2 separate regions of the Mus musculus genome follow, and region 1 is linked to region 2. Evidence: chromatin contacts called from public ChIA-PET data. All regions are on one chromosome and are shown on one strand. Each heading gives the region's core, a stretch centred on a gene start, on an enhancer-like site or on the middle of the called end of the contact. The rest is flanking DNA. Distances are from core to core; before and after follow the strand shown.

Region 1 (5,119 bases), core at 1,304-3,803, 87 kb before region 2:
AACATAGATCTAGCATATTAGTCTTGTTTTACTACTGCTCCTTATACATCCAAAGGTCTCCAGTATATAAGAAACACGTGTATATCCATGTTTAAGGTGTCTCTATTTATAACAGCTATGGTGTGGAACCAAGCATCAACAGAGGAATGAATAAAGAAAATGTGGGTTACAAACAACAGAGTTTCGTTTTTTAGCCAGAATGAAGTACAAAGTTATGGATCCAATTGGAGATGCTCATATTAAATAAATTCAATCAATCTCAGAAAGATGAATATTGTGTTTTCTTTTACTTACGGTTCATAGATTTTTGTACAGATACATAAAACCTTTAATTGCATATATGACATGAAAATAGAAGTGTGACTCTGGGGCCGGAGAAATGGCTCAGCCAGTAAGAGCACTGAATGCTCTTCCAGAGGTCCTGAGTTCAATTCCTAGCAGCTGCATGGTGGCTCACAACCATCTGTAATGGGATCCGATGTCCTAGTCTGGTGTGTCTGAAGACAGCTACAATGTACTCATATAAATAAAATATACAAATAAATATAAAGAAATGTGACTCTGTAATGGTACACAGAGACAAGGAGTGCGGGAAATGGGTACATAGGTAGGACACAAGGCATATATATATATATATATATATATATATATATATATATATATACACACATACACACATATATACATATACACATATACATATATATGTATACACACATTTATATACATCATATACATATATATACACATTTATGTGTATATATACATTTATGTATATATACACGCATATATGCATATATACACATATATATGTATATATGTATGTGTATATATATATGTGTGTCTGTGCAATGGATATATAATGTAAATATAATCATAATTATACAAACTATTGGGAAAATCAAACCAAATCTTTCTATAGAGCAGTAAACCAATATTCCTTTTGTTGGTTGGTTGGTTGGTTTGGTTTGGTTTGGATTGGTTTTTGTTTGGTGTGTTTACTTTTACCTCCTGGTTGCACATTACTGTGATTTCCTTATACAGAAGGATCCCTGTGGCTGTGTTTAGCTGAGAGAACATGCTTCTAACCGAGAGAATGAATGAGCTCTGGAACGCTTGATATGACAGTGCTGGTGTTGAGTTGGTGTTAGCAGTCACTCATCTTACCCAGGAATGCAATCCTTCTGGAAGAACATAGTTCGAGGTGCACTTCCTTCATGCACAGCCCTGTCACACTATTAATGACAACCTTCTGGCCTTTTAAGGCTCCTTCCAAGGGCCTATTCCCGGGTTGTTCCTTCTGTTGGTTGAATCATTTAAGAATGTTGTGTCACATGCCACATCTGTTCAGTATGCAAAGGTAGTTTTATTGAGTTTATGTAGATTTGATAAAAAAAAAAATGGGATGTGATTGCTACAACTATGTGACAGAGTCTCAAGTTCCCTGAGAGTTAGTAAGTAAATAATTTTTGATGTATGTTATTTCCTCATCATAGTCGCATAATCTAAATATCTATTTGAAACATAGTCAGCAATGCATTCACTGTAAACATACTTTGTTATGCTTATTTATCCATATGTGTGCACATGCCTGCACATATAAGCAGTCAGAGGACAACTATGTGTCCACAACAAATATGTGTGTATACCTGCACATACGTGGTAGTCAGAGGACAACTTTCTTGAGTTAGTCTTCTCTTTCTACTATGGGGGTCTTTGGGATTGAATTCGTTTTTTAGGCTTGGGGGCAAGCATCACTCCCTGCTGAGGCTACTGAATGATCTCACAGGCCCAGGTTCACTTCTTAGTAAGGGGATAAAAATCAAACAATGGGTCCTGAAATATTTCCATGCTTCCATTCTTTTATCTCCAGGGTTCTGATTTCCTTTTTCACCTTCATGACTAGCCATGTGAATGAAATTTAGTCATTTCCAATCTTGGTCCACTGCACTTGAACAGCAACCAAGTGAAAGTGACCACATCAGGGTTATGTTCCTAATAAATATTAGAGTCTGACGTAGGTTGAGGTTTCTCCTGACTGCTTTGGGAACTATTGAAGTTCCAGAAAACATTCTTTACTGCATTCTTTGACTGATCCACTCTATATTCTGCACTTAACCCTGGCCGTGCAGATTATTGAAGGCACTATTAAATGACATAGTTAAAGCATGAAGCAGATATCTGGAGCTACAACCATGCATAAAGGAGACACATATGTCTACTCTACAGAAATTCTCCATCATTTAGAAAGTAATGAACATTGGCAAAGATAATAAACACATAAAAATCCTTAACAATTTATGATTACTATGTGAAAGGGAATAATATCCTGATGTGTGCTGAAGAGCTTCAGAAAAATTTATACCAAAAACATCAGGAGTCTGGGGACGAGATGCTTAAAGAAATTCTTGCTGCCTTGAGCAAGCATGGAGATTCAAGTGTCAATCCACAAAACTTTTGTAAAAAAAGAAAAAAAATCAGGCATGATGGTGTGTGCTTGTAATTTCAGGGTTAAGAAGATAGAGGCTGGAGGACTCTTGAGGTTTTCTTATCAGCCAGTGAACTCTTGACCCAGAGGGAGAACCTTTCTCTAAAATGCAGTGTGTTTAAAAGATAAGGTATATCTCAAACACACACACTCACACACACACACACACACACACACACACACACACACACACACACACTGGCCTACTGATGTTTTCAGGGCCTGTGGTTAAAAGACAGCAATAAACAATAGGAAGAAAGGCACTCAGTTATTGTCACTAAGGAGAAAATACAGATGCAGTTCGAAACTATATATAGCCATCATAATCTCTGTGATCCACAGTGCCTCTCAGAACCAGAAATCTGAGATTCCTCCCTTCTAGGCCTGGACCTTTTCTGTCATTGCAAAACCCTATTTCGTGGAACCAGAACTCAAAATGTGCACATATAAAAGAGAATCAGTGCTGTTTCTGATTGCCCACAGGTTTCACTTTAAGAGTGATTTTTCTGGTTGTAGTATCATTGGAATTTTGTGATTTTGGACAACAACAACAATAGTCAAAACAACAGTAACAATAAGAAAACACCAAACAAACCTGTTAACAAGAGTGTGTATACTATAGATGGATGGCACCCCAGTAACAAGGGAGTCAAAATGCTTTATAATGGAGAAAAAAGAGATTGTACAATTATATACCTCTTTTAAACTCCAAGAATGACTTTGGATAATTTTAAGAAGATATGAAATAGAAGTGGCTGCCAACATTACCAAACAGATAAAAGTTATTTGTAAATAAAATAGTATAAAGGTGATACATTGGTATTGGTCTTAGTCAGGGTTTCTATTCCTGCACAAACATCATGACCAAGAAGCAAGTTGGGGAGGAAAGGGTTTATTCAGCTTACACTTCCATACTGCTGTTCATCACCAAGGAAGTCAGGACTGGAACTCAAGCAGGTCAGAAAGTAGGAGCCGATGCAGAGGCCATGGAGGGATGTTCCTTACTAGCTTGCCTCCCCTGGCTTGCTCAGCCTGCTCTCTTATAGAACCAAAACTACCAGCCCAGAGATGGTACCACCCACAAGGGGCCTTTCCCCCTTGATCACTAATTGAGAAAATGCCTTACAGTTGGATCTCATGGAGGCATTTCCTCAACCTAAGCTCCTTTCTCTGTGATAACTCCAGCTGTGTCAAGTTGACACAAAACTAGCCAGTACAGTTGTGTATGAATGGTTTTAACATTTTTGAAATGGATAAATCTATATATTCTGAACTGTTTGTGTGATAAGGAAAACCAGGAAGCCAAATATGATATATATCCCTGATAATGAATGCTATAGAGCAGAAGAACAGGGATTTTACCAAGATGGCTTAAAAAAAATGCTAAAAGCAATGTTGGCAACAACAGGGTAAATGAACATGTATATATTATTTAAATGTCCTGTGCAGGTAAATACAGTAGTATGATAAGAAAAAGGGCTTAAATGTTTTTTTGGCAATGGTACTCTAGAATGTGATTTAATATATAAATCCTGCTAATTTTTGCTTCTTTCTGGCCTTCATTTCATGTTTTTTTTTGTTATGTATTTCTGTTTATATGTATGTGATATATGTGCATTGCATGTGTGTTGCATGTGTACATCATGTGTGCAAGTGTGTGTGCATGTGTGTGTGTGTGTACATATGCGTGTGCATGCATGTTTGGGGGTGTGTGTGTAGGATGCATGGCAGTGGTGAATATACCTGTTTATGTTTACATGAGTGTGTGCACTACTGTTTGTGAGTCACATGTAATGTGTGCATAAATTAATGAGTAGACCCAATCTTGATGTGGACTGTCTTCCTCGGTTGTTTGCACTTTACTATTGAGACGGCATCTCACATTACAACCCAAGAAATCACTAATGCAGCTAGGCCAGCTAGCCAGTGATTTCAGTGATTTCTGGGGGTCTGCCTGTCTCTTTTCTCCCAACACTGGTGTTACAGGCGTCTGTGGCTCTTACTCTGTGGATGCTAGAGCTTTAAACTCATGATTGTGTGGCAAGCAGATTAGTGGTGCAGATGGATTTCTACCATATTCAAAAGCTTTCGTAGGATTTACAGTTTTCATGCTAGTAGAGGAGAAAAAAACATTCTGCAAACGCCTGTAAACTATCGCTGACTCGGTCATTACACCTGACAGCCAAGTGTTATTTAAAATAACACAGATTTAAATTAATAGATTCCAGTGACTTAATAACACATACAAAACAATGTATGCCCTTCAAAAGATGGGCATGGCTACGGTAGTGTATAAATAAGACATGGTTGCCTGACATTCCTACACATACTTGGAGCACTGAATTGAACATCATGGTTTTAAAAGGAGAGAGAGAGAGAGAGAGAGAGGTAGACTTGATCAAAATAGTATATGTATGCATAAAATTCTCAATCAGTAAACAATCAGTAATAAAAATACTTGTTTCCATCACAGCTTGTTCACATTTAATGAAGCAGATAGTTATACAAACAAAGAATTAGTTTATGATCACAGGATAGACTGGGGTTATATAGAAAAGAGATGGAGATGCAATTATTCTTGAGGATTCTGACCAAGATCAAAGATGTGGAGCATCAAACAAGTCTGGAGGA
Region 2 (4,849 bases), core at 1,719-4,218:
GGCTTTCTTCTTTTCCCCACCATGGACAGAATTTTCTCTACACCATGCAGTCAATTCCATGATCTGAGCACTCTGCCATTCCTTCTTCAACCTAATAAAATCATGAGTCACAACACACCTCTCCTCTCCTCCTTTAAATGATACCACCAATGCTGTCTGGATGCTGCCAGTCCATAATACTTCACCCAACACAATGGTCAAAACCCCATGAGAATCTGTGTTGGAGAATCAAAACAGGATGATGTCATTGATGTAATATATCAAGTCATGGAGAAGCTGCAGTCAATGATGCTTAGAAAAAAATATATAACCCACCAGCAATAGCTTTCTTTGTACTCAGGATGTCCTGGTGAACAACAATGAAAGAGCCATTGGTAATCAACTTTCACACAAATTATGAAATCAGATATAATTTTTGGCACCAATAGTAAAGAAATGTTTGACTTCTTTATAATGTAATAGGTGTGATGTGAGATTGTTCTAACATACATCTTGGTGGTTAGCCTGTGTGAAAGTATTTATGGAAGTTTCTAGAATTGTAACTATTTTTTTCTTCACTAAGATAATACACTAACACCAATATTTGATATCTGCTTCAGCCAAAGATATAGAAAAAGTAGAAAAGGTTTCACACCCATGCTGGCTATAAAATTAATGAATTAATTCAAGAATAAGAATGAAAGCCATGCATTTTTCTGAGGGTAATGGAAATAAGAACAAAAGTAAAAAATGAGTAACTATGAAATCGTGGACGGGGAAGTCCCTCCAAGGAAGGAAGGCAATTGAACTGACACCCTGTGTCAGAGTACTGAGAGAACATTGGCCACTTGACACTTCAGCAACAGCATTAAACACAGGGTGAGTAGCTCTTATGTTAGAGGCTTAGGGAGAAATGGCTCAGAATCCAAGTTATTTTAGATTTTGAGATAGTAAGTGTATGCATATTGAAATTCAAGATTTAACAAATAATTCGGTAGGTTAAATACATATTATGCATATAGTAAAATACATGAATATATTATATGAAATTCTTAATGAATTATTACAAAATATTTTATTACATAAAAAATATGCATCTTGAAGCCTGGAGAGGTGGCTCAGCCGCTGACAGATGTCTGCTTGCTCTGGCAGATGACCTGAGCAGGTGCCCAGCACTGACTTCAGGTGGCTCACATTTCCCTGTAACTCCAGTTCTAGGGATCTCTGGACTTCCGGAATACCAGCACTCACTTGCACAACACTAACAAACATGTGTGCACTCTTATAAATAAAAACAGCATAACCGAAATAAAATAAATATCTTTGTAAATATTGTCTTCAAAATACACAGACAGAAGACAAAGATGGAGAGAGAGAGAGAGAGAGAGAGAGAGAGAGAGAGAGAGAGAGAGAGAGAGAGAGAGAGTCTCAATTCTAGTTGAAGAAGTTAGCATTTTTCTTTCAGAACTCAAGAAGACCTGAGCAGGGCTATCACCCACTTAGCCTAATTACAATGCAAAGAACTCTCTGTGCAACTGCATAGAAAACTTCCACCTGTATTTGCATAATTCAGATGAGGACACATCTACCATCAAATTAATAAATAGTGACAGGGACTTAAAAGTAATGGTGAGGGGTTAAGAGTGCTTATTGCTTTTGCAGAAGACCCTAGTTTGATTCTTTACACCTACACAGAGGCTGGCAACCACCTGTAACTTTAGTTCCAGGGGATCTAATGCCTTCTTCTGGCCTTCAAGGGCATTGTACATATGTCCCCTCTCTTACACACACACACACACACACACACACACACACACACACACACACACACACACACACACACAAAGAGAGAGAGAAAGAGAGACACAGAGAGAGACAGAGAGACTGAGAGAGAGACAGAGAGAGAGAGAGACAGAGAGACTGAGAGACAGAGAGACAGAGAGAGAGAAGTAAAAATAAATCTTTATAAAATACAGTGAGAGAATTCCAAGCATCTGTATATGTCTGTTCAGGTTGACTCTGGTCGTTCTTGAGACTGTCCTGTAAGCCTCTGTCTCTGTCTGCCAGACAACATCTGTGCTACCACCAGGGAAGCTGTGGCAACTCTTAGCAGTTCCTACAGATGAGAAAGAACATGAATCCCAAAGGAGCTGAGATAACTATGTAGCAACCATTGTTGATATAAAATATCAGATTCCAAACCTCATGATACTGTTATGAGGAATGTGTATGCATCACCACAGACACCAGCTCAGGCTAGGATACGTGCTTTTCTCTTTTGCTGCCATGTTCTTCCCCTATGCACAGACCCACAAGCTATTACAAATCTCCAACAAAAACACGTAATTGTGCCAACAAGATGTCTCACATGCACGTCTGGCAGGCTGAGCTTGAATTTCACAACCACATGAAGGTAGAAGCAGCAAACTGACCCCCACAAGGTTGTCCTGTGACCTCTACATGTATACTGGTGTACAACATATATGCATGCTCACACACACACACACACACACACACACACACACACTGATAATACATACAATTTTAAAACTACAGTTAAGTCATTTCCTCAAACCGTGCTTCTTGGGATAACTAGGGATTAAAAGCATATTTTCCTTTTGATCGCCAGCTTTATATTGTTTGTTACTATTATGGAGGATGATTTTGAGAGACAATCATTTCCTTGTAAGAGAAAACTCATTTCATAATAATTGCATGTGAGAGTCACTGGAGAAAGCCAGGAGAAGTGTAATTTTTTTATGACCTCCCAAAGTCATGCCACAGTCTAGAATGGCAGGCTTGCTCATTAAGTTCAGAGATCAGTTCATAATTCCCTAACACACAATGTTTCCTCTCCACTCTGAATAATCAGGAAGGCACACCCTTGTTTGCCGTTTAGATCTTATCTTTCCCTCTGTGGCTTACTTAGTCTTTTTGTGACATAAAACTTGGGTGCCTGGGCTCAGCCCTACATTTCATACCCTGCTTATCAGACACAGGCAAGCGCTGCTGTGAGGGATTTTGTTCTGTAAACTTCAGTCTGTTTGTGGGTTATCGAGCTTAGCAGAGTTTGGCTAGGTGGAAATAGTTAAATTAGCAGGCATTAGCCGGAGTCTACTGTTTTTCTGTTCCCCAGTAATTGTTCCTATGCTTGCTCTAGGCACTTTAGAAAACAAATTCTCTAAAGTTGTTTCAAAAATAAACAATGACGCACATATATACATACAAATATATATATGTATGTATACATATGTATTCCTCTGACATACAAACATAAATGGCTATTAAGCAGATTCCACAGACCTTTGTGTTAGGTAAAGGGTTCATCTGCATCTTAGAGTTTGGCAGCTACCATAATGTTTCCTTTGAACTATTGTAACATTTATATTCTTACCAAACTTCAGGAAACAGTTCACTGTCGCTATGCCCTGTCTTTCATGTGTGACAACAGAGCCTCTAGTATCAAAGGCCAAATTTAATCTGCAGTAAAAATCCTATCTTTACTGAAGATTTGTTCTTGAGTTGCAAGTTTATTGAGAAATAATTACCATTGGGCGACAGAGGAAGGATGTGATAATCCGGGGTCTGCCTGGTTGAGTGGCTTACAAACATTCCAGGCAGCTAAGAAACTGTCTCAAAACAAAAAGCAAATAATCACTGGACACAGCTGAGTGGCCTAGCACTTGCTGAGTATGTGCAAGGTTCTGGGTTCCACTCTTACCGCAGTACAGGGGGAGACACTCTTATTAAGGGTAAAACAGACAAGCTGAGGTTTGATGCTCAAGGTTTAGTGGTTCATTTTGTTCAAACTGACTTTGAAGACAAGGCAATCCTTCTGTGTGAATCTGAGTGCTGGGATTAGAGGCCCATGCTACCATGCTTAGCAAGGTCCAAACAGTCCAACCTCTAAGAGTCTAATCTAAATGGACCTTGACAATCCATACAGGTTCACTCTGTAAGCAATTAACCGATTTTTTTTTCTACAAAGGACTCTTACCCTCCTATATTCATGTAATTGAAATACTCATGAAATAAATATGAAAATAAAAAATAATCTATGGAAAGAAAATCATTTTTAATTTATTTACTTCATTAAGAAGAAGTCTCATAGTTAATCATCTAAATTTTCAGAAGAATTTTATTTATGTATATATGGTAATACAGTAGTAAAATTTCCACAATAAACTTGATGGGTGGGTAATTCTTTAAGTAAAATAATAGCCATAAATATTAAAATTCATAAAGGTTCAATTGCCCCAAACTTTTCTGTTGCAGAAAAGTAGTTAAAAAAAAAATCTTAGTTGCTGACTTTCCCCTGGGGACAAAATTTTTACTGGAAAGGTGGTTGGGGCTATGGAAACATTTACCAGCAGCAGGTATAATACCCTGTCTGTTGTAGGACTCACGATTTCATTGGTTTATTTCTGGAGGATTATTTAGATGGCTGTGGTCTTATATCCAGGCCCCAGGAAAGAAAAAAAAGAGGGAGAGAGAGAGAGAGAAAGGAAAAAAAGGAAGAAAACGGAGCCTGTGAGGTGTGCCTTCGCACTACGGAATAGTGATTTGTTATGTGTTTGTCTGAGTTAAATATAGCAGTCCTCTTGCACAGGCTTATATTATATTCTGCTGACCAAAAAGAAAAAAAAAATCTGTTTGGATAGTTGAAGTAGCTTCAATAAAAATCACAGCTCTTTTTCTCGATTATTTTTTTTAAAGATAGGTTTGCAATGCTTGTGACATAAATTTTACTAATTAATCAATAGGAACTGGAACTTGTCGGACCATTCCTTGCCATCATCATTTGCTCGCACTTGATATGGCTTTAATGATGTTTAATACGGTTTTAGTGATTTTGAATGTGGCGTTCTTA

Evidence for each region. ChIA-PET counts read pairs in DNA pulled down with a chosen protein or histone mark.
Region 1: an SMC1A ChIA-PET map of the G1E-ER4 cell line shows a contact between it and region 2, with 23 read pairs. The contact joins two enhancer-like sites. A contact is called at or near these places in 1 of 15 datasets of contacts at CTCF or cohesin (the G1E-ER4 cell line) and 2 of 484 Hi-C or Micro-C datasets (the G1E-ER4 cell line and adipose-derived mesenchymal stem cells).

Annotation. Positions count from the first base shown.
Region 1 is chr11:111,771,950-111,777,068 of GRCm38.p6, reverse strand. No RefSeq gene overlaps it. Among named protein-coding and RNA genes, the nearest start is that of Gm30337, 28 kb to the left of the region's middle. Within about 2 kb of position 2,553, at least 7 of the 459 cell types and tissues checked have an H3K27ac peak or open chromatin away from gene starts, as enhancers often do. A contact at or near this core is called in the G1E-ER4 cell line and adipose-derived mesenchymal stem cells, where this site is marked.
Region 2 is chr11:111,686,005-111,690,853 of GRCm38.p6, reverse strand. No RefSeq gene overlaps it. Among named protein-coding and RNA genes, the nearest start is that of Gm30219, 29 kb to the right of the region's middle. Within about 2 kb of position 2,968, at least 59 of the 459 cell types and tissues checked have an H3K27ac peak or open chromatin away from gene starts, as enhancers often do. A contact at or near this core is called in the G1E-ER4 cell line and adipose-derived mesenchymal stem cells, where this site is marked.